Linked DNA regions of Drosophila melanogaster: region 1 is linked to region 2. Evidence: chromatin contacts called from public Hi-C data. All regions are on one chromosome and are shown on one strand. The core of a region is the stretch at or near the end of the contact, and the rest is flanking DNA. Distances in the headings are between cores, read along the strand shown.

Evidence for each region. Hi-C and Micro-C count contacts between places; a contact is called where the count stands out from the background.
Region 1: a Hi-C map of the Kc167 cell line shows a contact between it and region 2, with 4 times the contacts expected there. A contact is called at or near these places in 24 of 107 Hi-C or Micro-C datasets (the D17-c3 cell line, the Kc167 cell line, the ML-DmBG3-c2 cell line and 7 more) and 2 of 7 datasets of targeted methods (both in the Kc167 cell line).

What each region holds. Positions count from the first base shown.
Region 1 is chr3L:21,010,779-21,016,859 of dm6, forward strand. skd (skuld) reads right to left here. Exons shown (of 13, transcript NM_168879.3): 3 at 1,433-1,748. Among named protein-coding and RNA genes, the nearest start is that of scaRNA:PsiU6-40, 7.3 kb to the left of the region's middle.
Region 2 is chr3L:20,804,676-20,811,493 of dm6, forward strand. It overlaps CG3634, which reads right to left and starts at 4,572. Exons shown (of 2, transcript NM_141003.3): 1 at 4,164-4,572; 2 at 2,193-4,098. The coding sequence starts at 4,302. The coding sequence ends at 2,624. It overlaps HIPP1 (HP1 and insulator partner protein 1), which reads left to right and starts at 4,994. Exons shown (of 6, transcript NM_141004.3): 1 at 4,994-6,253; 2 at 6,306-6,775. The coding sequence starts at 5,128. It overlaps Spc105R (Spc105-related), which reads left to right. Exons shown (of 6, transcript NM_001275194.1): 4 at 1-1,184; 5 at 1,247-1,699; 6 at 1,759-2,178. The coding sequence ends at 1,996.

The sequences.
Region 1 (6,081 bases), core at 2,848-5,347, 210 kb after region 2:
TTTGAATCTTTGAAACATTGAGAACTTTTTACCAATCATATTTAATTAAAGTTTTGAAATATCTATTAAATGGGTCTGCAGATAACGGGATTACGGATCTCGGGCGACCTGCGGTTGCTTGGTGGGTAATGGAATTTGCCGTGGAAAAGCCGAAACTTAAATTCAAATTCTACTATGAACAATGTACGTAGTGTAGTACGTAGTTAGTGGTCAGAGATAATGAGGCAATAACAAAAATATTGAATAAATAGTAGCCGCACGCAATGGCTGATAAGAGAAGAAAGAAATGGAGATAGGGTGTGGGAAAGAGAACGAGCTTCTTTCGAAGGCCAGTAGTGTGTATTGATATTGAACAACCCTCGAAGGAGCGAGCGAGAGGGACGCTGAGCAGGGGGAGAGCGCGAGAGCACCTTTCTTCTTCGTTTGCATAATTACCCGAGAGCGACGGAGAGCGAAAGAGAGAGAAAGCTAGCGAAAACATTGCAAATGACAGGTGACGTTTCGGCACTACTGCTTCCTCTTTCCTTCTTTTATGCACAAGGAAAAAAGGAATAGGATTTAAGGACTTTTTAGGGGTTTTGTAATGTAAATTCGTAAGCCACGTTAAAATATTTTTAACATAATAATTTAATCTAGCTAGGAACTATATATACATTCATGTTTATAAGACACTTTCGATTAGAACTCGGTTTTGGATCAATTGCATATTTAATTTGAACCTTTGCGTTACAATGTTCCGAAAAAAAATGCATGTGTATAACATATAGGAAGAACTTTTTCTTTTTTCGTGTGAAATTCGGCGGAAGAGAGAAGACAACCGCCTACGATTGACAGTTGTTGCTTTTTTCCTTTAGTTCTTTCTCTTTTCTGTTGCTGACGGTTCAATACGACGCCATGTGAGTTGAATGACGCCTAAGGAAAATGAAAAGGCGAGGGAGAAAGATTGCGAAACAACGGGGGATGGAGAAAAAAGTGGAGAGAATCAGGAGAGCAATAATAATAATCATCTGCCGCAATCGAAATGTATTTCGCGAGTTCTCTGTTGTTTGTTTGTGTGTCGCATTTGTTTTGGCTTTTCTCACACAGATACACCCACACACACATAACCGTCAAAGAGATGGCAAAATTTGTTGTTGCAATTGCATGCGATGGATGTGGCCTTGAAGCTTTATTAAATTCATCACCCACTTGGATGTGTGAGTGAGAACGGGTATGTGTGTGCCTGTGTGTGTGTGGGAGAGAAAGGGAGAGCAAGAAAATAATACAATCAATCTTAAATGTAACACATCGAATTTTAAGTGGTAAATAGGTTTACCTATTTAGAAACTTCTATGAAAATGTCATATTGTATACCTCGTGGCTAGTACCGGTAACTAGCTTTCATATTTAGCTTTCACATTTTATTCGAACCGTCTTCGGTCTAGAAACTTACCCGCTACTCGGAGCAGCTCGGCATCGACCAGTTCACTGAGATCGGGCTCCTCGCCGTACCAGAAGATCCATAGCTCCTTGGCGGCGGCCAGCGAAAGGGGCGGGTGGACCTTGGTCGACGTGGTCATCTCGAAGGTTAAGGCATTCGGGTCGGCGTGGTCCGTCTTCGTGGATTGGACCCTCCTCCACACGCACAGCATGTCCGCCTGGATGCATCGCGAATATGAGCGCAGGATCGGGTCCGCCAAAGGATCGCTCGATGCGTTCGGTCGCTCCCCGTTAACGAACTTCCGCCACTTTATTCCACATAAATCAGTCTGTAATGGGTTAATAGAGAGTTAGCAGTAATTAGTCATAAATGCGTATGTAAGCAGGTAATGGTAGCCAGACTAATGCCAAATAGGTTCTGTAATACACTCAACTGATAACTATCACTGCACTATCTACTTATACATATGTGTAGGGTAGCTCCTATCATTTGTTTACCCTGTCGTGACGAAAGTTCCGTGTCTGTACAATCTTCTTATAAATGACGTACGGAAAATAGCGCATTCCTAATTTAAGACTTGTTATGGCAGCTGCTGGGGAGAAATCTTAAAGAGACTTTGGATAAACTTCACCAATAACAACCTATTTTATTTCCGTTGCGGCCTTATTTAGATATTTACTGATAGCTGTGATCGCAGAGAATATATGCAGAGAAATAATTGTTCCTAAAGCTACAAAATCACAAATATATTGCAGTAAATGTGAATTATTCCCTATACAAACACCACGTTTACTTTTATAGGCTAAAGTTAAATATTAAGCACCTTTAGATCCCTTTAATAAGAAAAGCAATTAAAAAATGGAACTTATCCAACAAGTTGATTCCATTCGATCATAAACTATAGATAGGTAAACTGTTTTTTCACACTAGGTCGCAACAGTTTGTGAAAACTTAACTGCTCTTTTTACATCGATAAATGCTGTAGGTATTAAAAATAAAGGTTTCAGCACACCCCATCTGACTCACTGAGATTACGATCTTAAACTGTTTTATCGGTTTTTGCATTAAACGCAAATTCTAACGATGACGTTAGATTTAATTACGAATTGCTAATTTTGTCACGATTCGAGAAATCAATGAAGAGTCAAGCAATAAATGGATAAGCTTCTTTAATGTTATATGCAAATGAAATAATACAGAAATTTTCTATATAATACCTTATATTTTTTATACAACTTCAAGTTTTGCCGAGTGTATTTCAATCTATGCAAAAACGATAATCATCTTGAATTGTTGCCCACTAATTTACCAGTGTTGCGAAATCTTTCAACTTACACACACACATCTGTAAAATACATTCCTCATTGCACTTGGCAGCAGCAGTAACAACAGGCAAAGCATAAAAAGACCAAAGCGAAGCTCGAAAATCTTCCGCTGCCTCGCAACTCAAAACAAAAGCACGAAAAAAACGGCAGAGGGTGGAAAGGAGGGGTGGAGAAGAAGGGGGAGGAAAAGAGGAGCTGCAGCAGAGACATGAGAAACTTGGGGCACCGAAGAAGAAACAAAAGCAAAACCAAGAGAGAAGCACGGAGAAAAAAAAGAATGAGTGACTGACTAACTGGGCTTATGTAGCTTGCTGGCTCTTTAGCTTTTTTAGCCATTTGGGGTCGTCATTGGCTGCTTCCGTTGCAGAGTTGCGTTGGCTTTACACAGCCAGTCCCCAATTTTACAAGACTCGAGTCCACACAAGACTCGAATTTACGATTAATATACTCACATTATTATTATCTGCTACGTGGGAAGAAAGGGATAAGCCCACCAACTTGAATATTAATATTGTATATCAATGTAAAATATCTGTCAACAATGGAACGAATCAATACGTAACCCCAACAAAAACCACAAGGTAATATTAAATAGTATATTTCTAAACCGTGACCATTGAACTATAGGAGTCTCAGACCCTTTTTGCAATAATTCAAGTCGTAAAGCAAAAGCTAATGTAAATATGTATTGCAATGATCTGTCAATATTTTAACGATAAAGCAACGTGCAGGCGTATATCTCTCCAAAACAAAGGTTTGTCAACAATTATTAAAATCGCAAGACTTGTGTATTTCAACATTTTGAAACTATGCTCCAAGTTTTACACTATTCGAGTAGGGAGAAAATTGACTTATAGAGGTTTCAAGATGGTAGAATTGTTGAAAATGGAAACAAGTTGCTGGTGTGGCAAGTGGCGAGTGAGAAGGCAGGCAAGCAGTGCAAAATCAATGGGCCAAAGCGAGATGGCGCCAAAATAAATAACTGCACCTTCAAGCACACGCACACACACACTATCGTACTTGTATGGACGGGAGGGCGGTCGCGCACGCACACAATCAAAGCCGAAAGGTATTCCCCCAAACCGGCCATTCTCCCCAATTCTCAATTCTCAAGCCCACTCTTTTCCGCCGTCTTGACGACAAAAATGTATGTTCCACATTCTTCCGCTGCTTGCTTGGCTGCTCTTCGTTTTTGCCATTTTTGTGTGTGTTTTCATTTTCGCTCTCATTTCGTCTCGCTGCTTTTTCTTCGCTTCGTGTTGGTTTGTCTCTTATTTTTGGTCGAGCTATCTCGTAGGTTGATTTTTTCTATCTTTTATCTGTCTTCCTCTCCCTCTCGCTTTTTGCAATCCTTCAACGAGAGAGGAGGAGGTCGTGTTTCCCCCCTCTCTCACTGACTGTTATCATTCCGACATTCGCCTGTGTTTGTGTTTGTTCACGCGCGCGAGTTACCACCCCACCCCCTAAACCCCCACGCCTCTAAACAAATCATCGGACACTCAACCGGGAAGACGGCAACTGGAACACCGCATCCGGCCGAATGCTGACATTCCGGCCGAATGCTGACATTACACAAAAGTCGCACTGCAACATTGTCCCCAGCTAGCCAGCCACATGCCGAGTCGGCATGTTCATTATGCTTACAATTAAGAACCTATGTACTTATGTATAAGACGAAAACGGAGGACTCGAGTAGCCACTCTCTGACAATAAACTTCATACTGATTTTGAACTTCAAGAAAGTCAGTCGTATTCTTTATTGGAAATCTTCACACTACAACTATCTGCTGAAACTTAAAAACCTTCATACATTTACACATCATATCTTCACAAAAGGCTCCACCCTCGATCACGGACTTAACTGGCGCAGCCGGTAGGATGTCCTACCTATTAATAATTACCTACCTGTAAGTAAACATGTAAGAAACGAAACAAACTATATGCAAGATGTCGACTGAAAGTGACTAGGAACAAATTTTTATAAAACAAAATTGAAGTTGTGAAGTACCAAATGAAACTCAAACATATATTCAAACACAGGAAAAAAAAAGAGAGAGGAAAAATGTAAAATAAATAAATATACAAAAAAAAAGTGCAAGTGTACCGTACTGCCGCGCTGACGTGGAATCTATCGCTGATCATCACGCCATCGGTATGTCCATACTCTGCCGAACGTCATAATTTTTATAAAAAAGTGCAAGTGTACCGTACTGCCGCGCTGACGTGGAATCTATCGCTGATCATCACGCCATCGGTATGTCCATACTCTGCCAAACGTCATAATTTTTATAAAAAAGTGCAAGTGTACCGTACTGCCGCGCTGACGTGGAATCTATCGCTGATCATCACGCCATCGGTATGTCCATACTCTGCCAAACGTCATAATTTTTATAAAAAAAGTGCAAGTGTACCGTACTGCTGCGCTGACGTGGAATCTATCGCTGATCACCACGCCATCGGTATGTCCATACTCTGCCAAACGTCATAAGTTTTTATAAAAAAAAAAGAGTGCAAGTGTACCGTACTGCCGCGCTGACGTGGAATCTATCGCTGATCATCACGTCATCGGCACTTACATACGCTGGCCAACGCATCGCCAAAGCCTCTATATACACTTATATATGTGAGCATACAATATCAACTACAATCCAATACATCCACGTACTGTACCGCCTCGTTGGCATGGAATCAAACGCTGATCACCATGCCACCGTGGTAAACAAACAAAGCACCAAAGCCTCTCTAATACATTGTACACTCAAAACGCACACTGCCATACGTCGGCGAAAAATCAAAACATAAGCAAAAATCATTTCAAACCAAGCGAGGCTCATTCTGCGTACCACAACGACAACGACACTGCATGTGTAGTGGCGCACCCATGTCTGGGTAGCCGAGGTAAGGGGAAAACGCTTGAGTATCGTCAAGTGTTCTTGCCTTTCACTCTTCTACAATGGGTTGCTACGCTCATGTATTGCACATTCAAAATAACCAAAACAAATGTACTAAAGAAGTCGACATATACAGATATATTTTGTTTCCTTTCATTGTGTAATTTTGTATATCAAACAAATACTAATACCAATCACATTGCAGAATATAAAAGGGAAAATATAAAGCCAAAGACAGACACCCATACACTCTAGTAAACAAGAAATTTGTTCATTATTTTTCAATCATACATAATATACTAAGTAACCTCAAATTTAATGTCAAAAAAGTTCGTTTACAACCTTAGGAAAACTACACGTTCAGTTGTTGGAGTTCCACCAAACACTAATAGGCCCCCACATCCCGTTAGACGTCCTGACTCCCTTCTCCCGATTTCGGAAGAAC
Region 2 (6,818 bases), core at 3,322-5,821:
CAGTTTAGGCCGAGGGGTCCGGACTTTAATGCAATCACGCCGGGAATGTCCTTGACTGAATTTGTGGATCAGGAAGAGATGTGCAAGACCCCGATTCACAAAAGAGTTCTCCTGACTTCCCATCGGAAAAAATTGTCCATGTACCAACCAGTGCCGATAGACCTTGAGGCGAATGCCTCCGGCTTTGGAACTCCAAAAAATCTCGTCCAACTAAAGCGCCTACCCACGCATCTCACGCCCAACCTTCCGGAGTCCAAGAAACGAAACACGCATCTGTTTCCGAATAGCAACATGGACATCGAATTGGAGGAGGATCAGGAAGGTTCTTGGGGGACAAAAAGTATTCAGATGCACACAGGGACAAGTAAATCACGCAGGACCTACACGGTAGACCAGTTGGACGCGTCGGTGCAGCCAGTAAGGGACTACAATCCTGTAGTGACTGAGATGAACAAACAGGGTGGTCTTAATATGCTGGAGCTGCCACGAAAATCGACCTATAACATGGATCTAGAGGAGAAACCCATCACTATCTCCGATGTTAATAATTACTTCCATGAGCAAAAGGAGCAGCAGCGCCAGTCTAGCGAAAGAGAGAGCGGCAGCTCCAACGATAGAACCTTCAAGAGCTACGCAGCAACAATCTCAAAATTCATCAATCTGACCGGGAACACAACCATCTTTGCAGCCGCAGAAGATTTGGGTGGTGAGGGGAAGGACCAGCCCCACCAGATAGATAACGAGCACCTAAGTCTGGTTTCCACGCTGGCGGAGGAAACAGACGATGATGGCGACGAGAAGGAGGAGGAAGAAGAGCAGAAGCAAAAACAGCATCTCTTACAACCTGAAATCTGCGAGGCTCAACTGAATTCAATGGTAAAAGCTGGCAGCGAAGGCTCCTGCAAAAAGTGCAGGAATTGCAATCATACTTTGAGCGAAACAAGGCTAAGTAGCGAGTCATTTGTCCTGCCACCTCGGAAATTGTGGGACTTTTCAAGGCTACAGCAACGGTTGCGCAATATAAGGCAGAGGCCGTCGTGGAAGGAAGTGAACACTTACTGGGAGATCGAGGAGGAGGCTCGTCTGTCCAGGAACCAAGACTCCGACGATTCAATGGAGCAGACCAGGGTGGAGGAGGAGGCCACCAAGTGGAACAAAGCGGCGCTTCTTGAAATGTGCAAGCTGTGAGTACCGAATACACTTGGAATTTTGAATCATTTTTTAACATTTACTATTTCTACAACAGAAGAACAGAAGAGAAGGACATAGCCATGCCCCCGGAATCCTTCTTTACGAGACTCAAACGTTTGCTAACCGAACAGCAGCCCAACTGGATCTTCGACTACCAGCGTAAAGTGTCCCAGCAAATGATATTTTACAACCGACAGCTGACCACGATCCGAATCGTGGTGAACTACCAAATCGAAGACTTAGTAGAGGAGTCCACCATTAGCGTGTGTTCCATTCAACTAGACAATGACGTGCCCACTCCCAAGGACCAATGGTCATCGCGTGAACACTTTTTAAACTTCCACCTAAGTCTCCGCCTGCCGATGAATCCTAGCGACGAGATCGAGGGCAGTGATGAGACGGCTTTCTTGAAATTTCTCAACGGCATTGATCGCAGAATTGCAGAAGTCAAGCAAAAGTTACACAAAGTTTTAGATCTTCTAGCGCAGAAGAGAGCGAGGCTAACAAGGTATAAGCTTCTCCAAGGTGTATCTCAATACATTACTAATTTAAGTGATCCCTTTTTAGAGAAGCAAATCGAACTATTGTCAGAAAGATAGTGCGAAAGTGCATCGACCAGGAACCCATCGTGCGTCTCGAGAAGATCACTTTCCTTATTGAAATCGGTAATATTGAGGACGTTTCCTTCACGGACATCCTACGCCCCGAACTGCATCTCTTCAATGAAAACATTCAGTATCTGCCCAAGGGAATTCCTTTCCTCGAAGCCTTTCTCACCGATCCCGAGCAGTACCTTAGAAAATAAATGCGTATGTTAGACTACCTTTTAAATTGTTTTAAATTAAAATAAATGCATTCGTCTGCGTTTTTTAACGAATTCACATTGAAAGTGTATGCGAATGGGCAAGGATTTCCACTGAAATCGAGCTTATTTATAAGAGCAACCATTACTATAAGTCCTTTGAACGAAATAAAACAAATAAAGAGCAAGGAAGGATTTTGTTTGAATTTAAGTTTACTCGCTTCTCGTACTCGTTTACAATAATTAAAATAATAATAAAACTTAAAAGTAATTTAGTTTCCTCTTGCGTGGCTGCTGAAAATTCGTTTCGTTCATCCGGATCACTTGGAAGCTGGAACTAGTTGAGTGCGTGTTTGCTTGCATTTGCTTTCTTTATGTTTATTTCACGAAGACAACACAGACATATTAAGATCCAAAATATATATACGTTATATATATATATATATATATATATATATGTATGTTTTGTGTTTAAGGTTTGTGTTTTGAGTGGTTCCGTGGCCTTCTGCCCGCTTGCTTCTCAGCCACATGGAGATGGATGCGTGTGAGTATGTGTGGTGTTCTTAGTTTTGTGTGAGTGTGTGTGACGTCATTCGAGGGTGGAAAGTGGAGGAGTGTGTGACCTCCGGCTTAGACGCGAGACAACTGCTGCAGCAGATTGCACGGCCAGAACGCCTCGATACGCTCCTTGAGCAGCTGAAATGGATACGATATCCAGGTAAGTACGGTCTGTGCCAAATGACCCATGGGCTCCGGATACTGGTGGGTGGCCAAGGCCAGCAGGGCGGTAATGGAGCACAGTCCCGCCGTGAACAGGATGAAGAAGGGCAGCTCCTTCTTAGGATAAACAGACACCTCGTGGAACGCCGGCAGCAGTTCGCGATCCGCGCACTCTGTGCATGTTGGATATGGATAGAAGAGGTGGCCACGCTCCAGCGGATACGGCAGCATGCGAAACGTGCCCTCCCAGGTGCAGTGCAGCAGGTTCAGGGCGCCCTCCACCTGCTTCCAGTGCTTCAGATGGAAGAACGCGTAGGCCAACGCCTCCGAATCGCCGCGCTTCAAAATGTGCTCTGGCGGTAGAATAAGTCGCTTTGTCTCAAGCAGATACTTGGGCACATGCGGATTGAACTCCACCGCCCGATGAATGGCCTCAACGGCGCTCATTTCAGCTTGACTTAGACCTCGCTTGGATGCTATGTCTGGCGAAAACTTGTCGGCTACGGCGCGCGCCTTCAGCAGAGCAGCTGTATAGCAGATAGTCGCCGATTTCGGCAGCGAGATGTCATCGTACTTGGCCAGAATGGCATGGCAATCGGCGTAGGCCTGCATCTCCAGCAGCGTTTCGATTAGATTCTCGTGAATGTTCAGTACGCTCATGATCGAGGGTATCTCCTTGGTGAGATCGCGAAACATTTTAGCCGCCTCCTTCAGCTTGCCCAGCTTGCGGGCGCACATGGCAAGCCGTCGCTTGATATAGATCAGCACATTGGTGTCGCGCCGATGCATGCCATCCGCAATGGCGCCCTGGTGTTGGGTGGCCTGCGACTTGCGGTAGTTGATCTCGGCGACCTTTAGGGCCGTCTTCAGGATCTTCTCCGCCTCCATAATGGTCATGGCTTCCTCCTCGGCCAGCAGTATATAGGCAGGTGCACATTCCGCATTGATTTCCAGAGCACTGTGAGCGGACTTGATGCGCTGCATGGGATTGCGTTCGCGCCAGGCCGTCTGCATGATCTCATACTCCTCCTTGCGGGCATCGCCTTCGCAGGTAAAAAATGTTTGATGGTCCTGGGCACTTAAGTTCATGTCGTAGTAGGTCAACGGCTCCTTGCTGGTGGCCCAAAAGAATCTCTGGTACTCGGCGCCGCGAAATAGATTAAGTGGATTTCGCCAGACCTTACACTCGGGCATTTGGGTGCCCGTACTTGTGGTGGCGCTGCCACTGCCTGATGCCCCTGCTCCACCCGATCCTCCTCCGCCTGCTCCGCCATTGCTGCTGCTGCTGGAGCCACTGCTGCTGCTGCTGCCACTGCCATTGCTGGACTCTGATTGGCCATCGCTGCCATTTATCCAGGGGCTAATGTGGTTGATAGAGACTTGCTCTGCGAAACAGGGACAGTGAAACAGAATAAGAAGGAAGCGGAGGAAGGGGAACCCCACTACTCACCTATAAACGAAGTGCCATACTTCCGGAAATACCACCACTCAAAGATCAGGATCAGGCCCGAGATCAGGCTGGAGGTCCCTGTGAGCGCCACGTAGAACTTAGGCGTCAGAGTGCTGAGAAACATGGACGAATCCCACATCCTGCTGCCTGCTGCCCCCTGCCTGCGAAGTTCTGTATTCGACGCTCGTTTCGCTTTGGCCCCAGCTCCGTCCGGATTTTGCCGCTCTCCGGGATTAGCTTGTGCCTGGGGGTTCGCGGATACTCTGTGCTCTGGCACTGACCACCGCCGAGGGGTTAGATCAATTAACGGTTGCCTTTCTTGGCGCTATCCTTGCGCGTATCCTTGCTGCTGATGAGACTTTTTTCAATCAAGTATTCGAAAGGGGATGAGCGGGGGGTAAATACCAGCGCAACGTGACCGTTTCTCGTCGCCTTCTAAATGCCGCTGAACGTACTGGTCACTCTGAAAAGTTCTTGCGGGAAGACCTTTCAACTTCTTTCAGAAATATTCCACGCATGTATCTAAAGTCTATTGCATGGCCAAGAGATATACACATTTCCCACTGTTATCTATTATTACTTATATTTGTTTTAATAGTTTGGTTCTTATTTGTGCTCAACATATTTCGACAGTTATTTCTTACGATCACGCTAAGAACTTACTCTAATAGCAAATAATAACAAAACCGGTCATACATATTAAAATATATAAGCGAACTACCTGATATCTATTTAATGCTAATTGTTGTTTAAATTTAATGAAAAATGTAATTCTCGAACCATCCACTTTTTCCGATATTTTCACGCCTATCGATAGATCCACCTGCGCACCACTACAAAAAATGGCCGCTGAGCTGCAAGTGCACTTTTTTTTATAATAGACCAATCCGATTGAAACAAGCACGCAAAGCCCTTAATTTGGAACTCCTGTTGAACGGAAAGCCATCAGTGGGGCAGTGGAATCATGGAGCAGGTGTCGGATAGTGCGGTGACAACTCTGGAGTCAACCCAAGCAGAGGAGCCACCACCAGGAGTCGAAAAAGTTGAGACTCTAGAACTAAAAACGGCGGCGTTAGAAACACTCTCGGAAAGTGCGGGTCCCACTGATTTGGAGAATGAGCTGGCCAATCTCAACGGATCTGAAGAGGGTCCAGGCTTGGACGAGCTGAGCACTCTGGAGAGGGAGATAGCTAAGCTGCATAACATTCGACCGCCGGATGCGGCGTCCGAAGTTAAGGATTCCGACACACCAATTGCCTTAGCAGACAATGGTGGCTTAGAGCCCCGCCAGGCCCCAGATGAAGCTAAATGTCGAACCCCAATAATCGAAGAAGGCAACGCTGCCTCAGGCAACGGCCAGTCCAGCGAATCCCCCTTGGAAGAGGTAGATCTCATTGCCCTGCTCAAGGGGACGGATACCAGTCATGATCAGCCTACGGGAGAGGAAAAGTGCACATTGGAGAAGGCTCTCTCCGAGCTTGACGGCGTTGGAGAAGATGGGGATGTAGGTGTTACCATCGAGGGCGAAGGGCAGTTCGAAATCATGGAAATTGACGACGACGAGGGGGAGTCATCGAGTCGAAAAGCCAGCCCCAAGGTACCTGCGTCCAAGCCCATCAAATCTAACTCCTTGCCTTCTATATCCAAGCATAAGCTCTCCCCGGAACAAGCCAGAGCTGTTGCTCTGGAGCAGATGGCCGGTCTAAAGCCAAAGTCGCGTCGTAAGGAGCCGCCTGCGCCGCCTTCTGTGGTCGCGCCGATAGATATTGTCAGCTCGTTGAACGATGATTGGGACGACTACGACTCTGAGGAAGACAAGTCGGCTTCCGCGTTGGTGACAGAAGTTATAACTCTGCCTTCAGCACACGTAGTCACTAAGAAGCCACCTCTGCCTGTGAAAAAATTGTCATCCCCAGTTAAGCACAGCCCGAACTCGGCAATTTTGCTAAACAACAAGATCAGCGGAGTAAAAGTAATGTTAAAGACCGTGAGCCAAAAGCAACTTGCAGCCTCAACAGGGGCAGCAGCGGAAAAAACCAAGCCGACTGTCGTTGTGTCACCTCCCAAGGAAACCGAAGAGCATACTACGGGTACAGTAAAGTTGGAATTCATTAAATCATTGCTTACAAACTGAATTTTTAGGGTTCAAGCGTATGCGTGTAATTAAAAGGAAGATAATCTGGGACCCCGATGTACCAGAGACGAAAAAATCGTTTGCGCAGTATGCTAGCACGAAGGCGGCATGTCCAGCACCCACCACACCAAAAACAACTGTCAAAAGCATTTCGCCCACCACGACGACTAAGAAGGAGGTGGCACCCAAAAAACGGTCAGCTACACCTACTGCTCGGTCTACTAAAGCTGGCACTCCGGTCGGAGGAACAGAGCGGGGTCCCTCGCCCGTCAAACGACGCGCGCAAACTCCGAACACAGGTCTAGCCAATGGAGGAACTCAAAAAAAGAAAAAGGTCTCTGAGATCGATCGCCTGATGGGCGACGAGGGAGCTGCCAATATGATTCATGCAGTGGAGCATGAGCAGCGGGAATTGAGTGGTGGTGAGGTGTCCAATAAGCCGCTGATGCGGAAACGAGCGATGACCATAACCGGAAGGGTAAGTACTTCTACTATAGAAATCCGAGATACCTATTATCGAT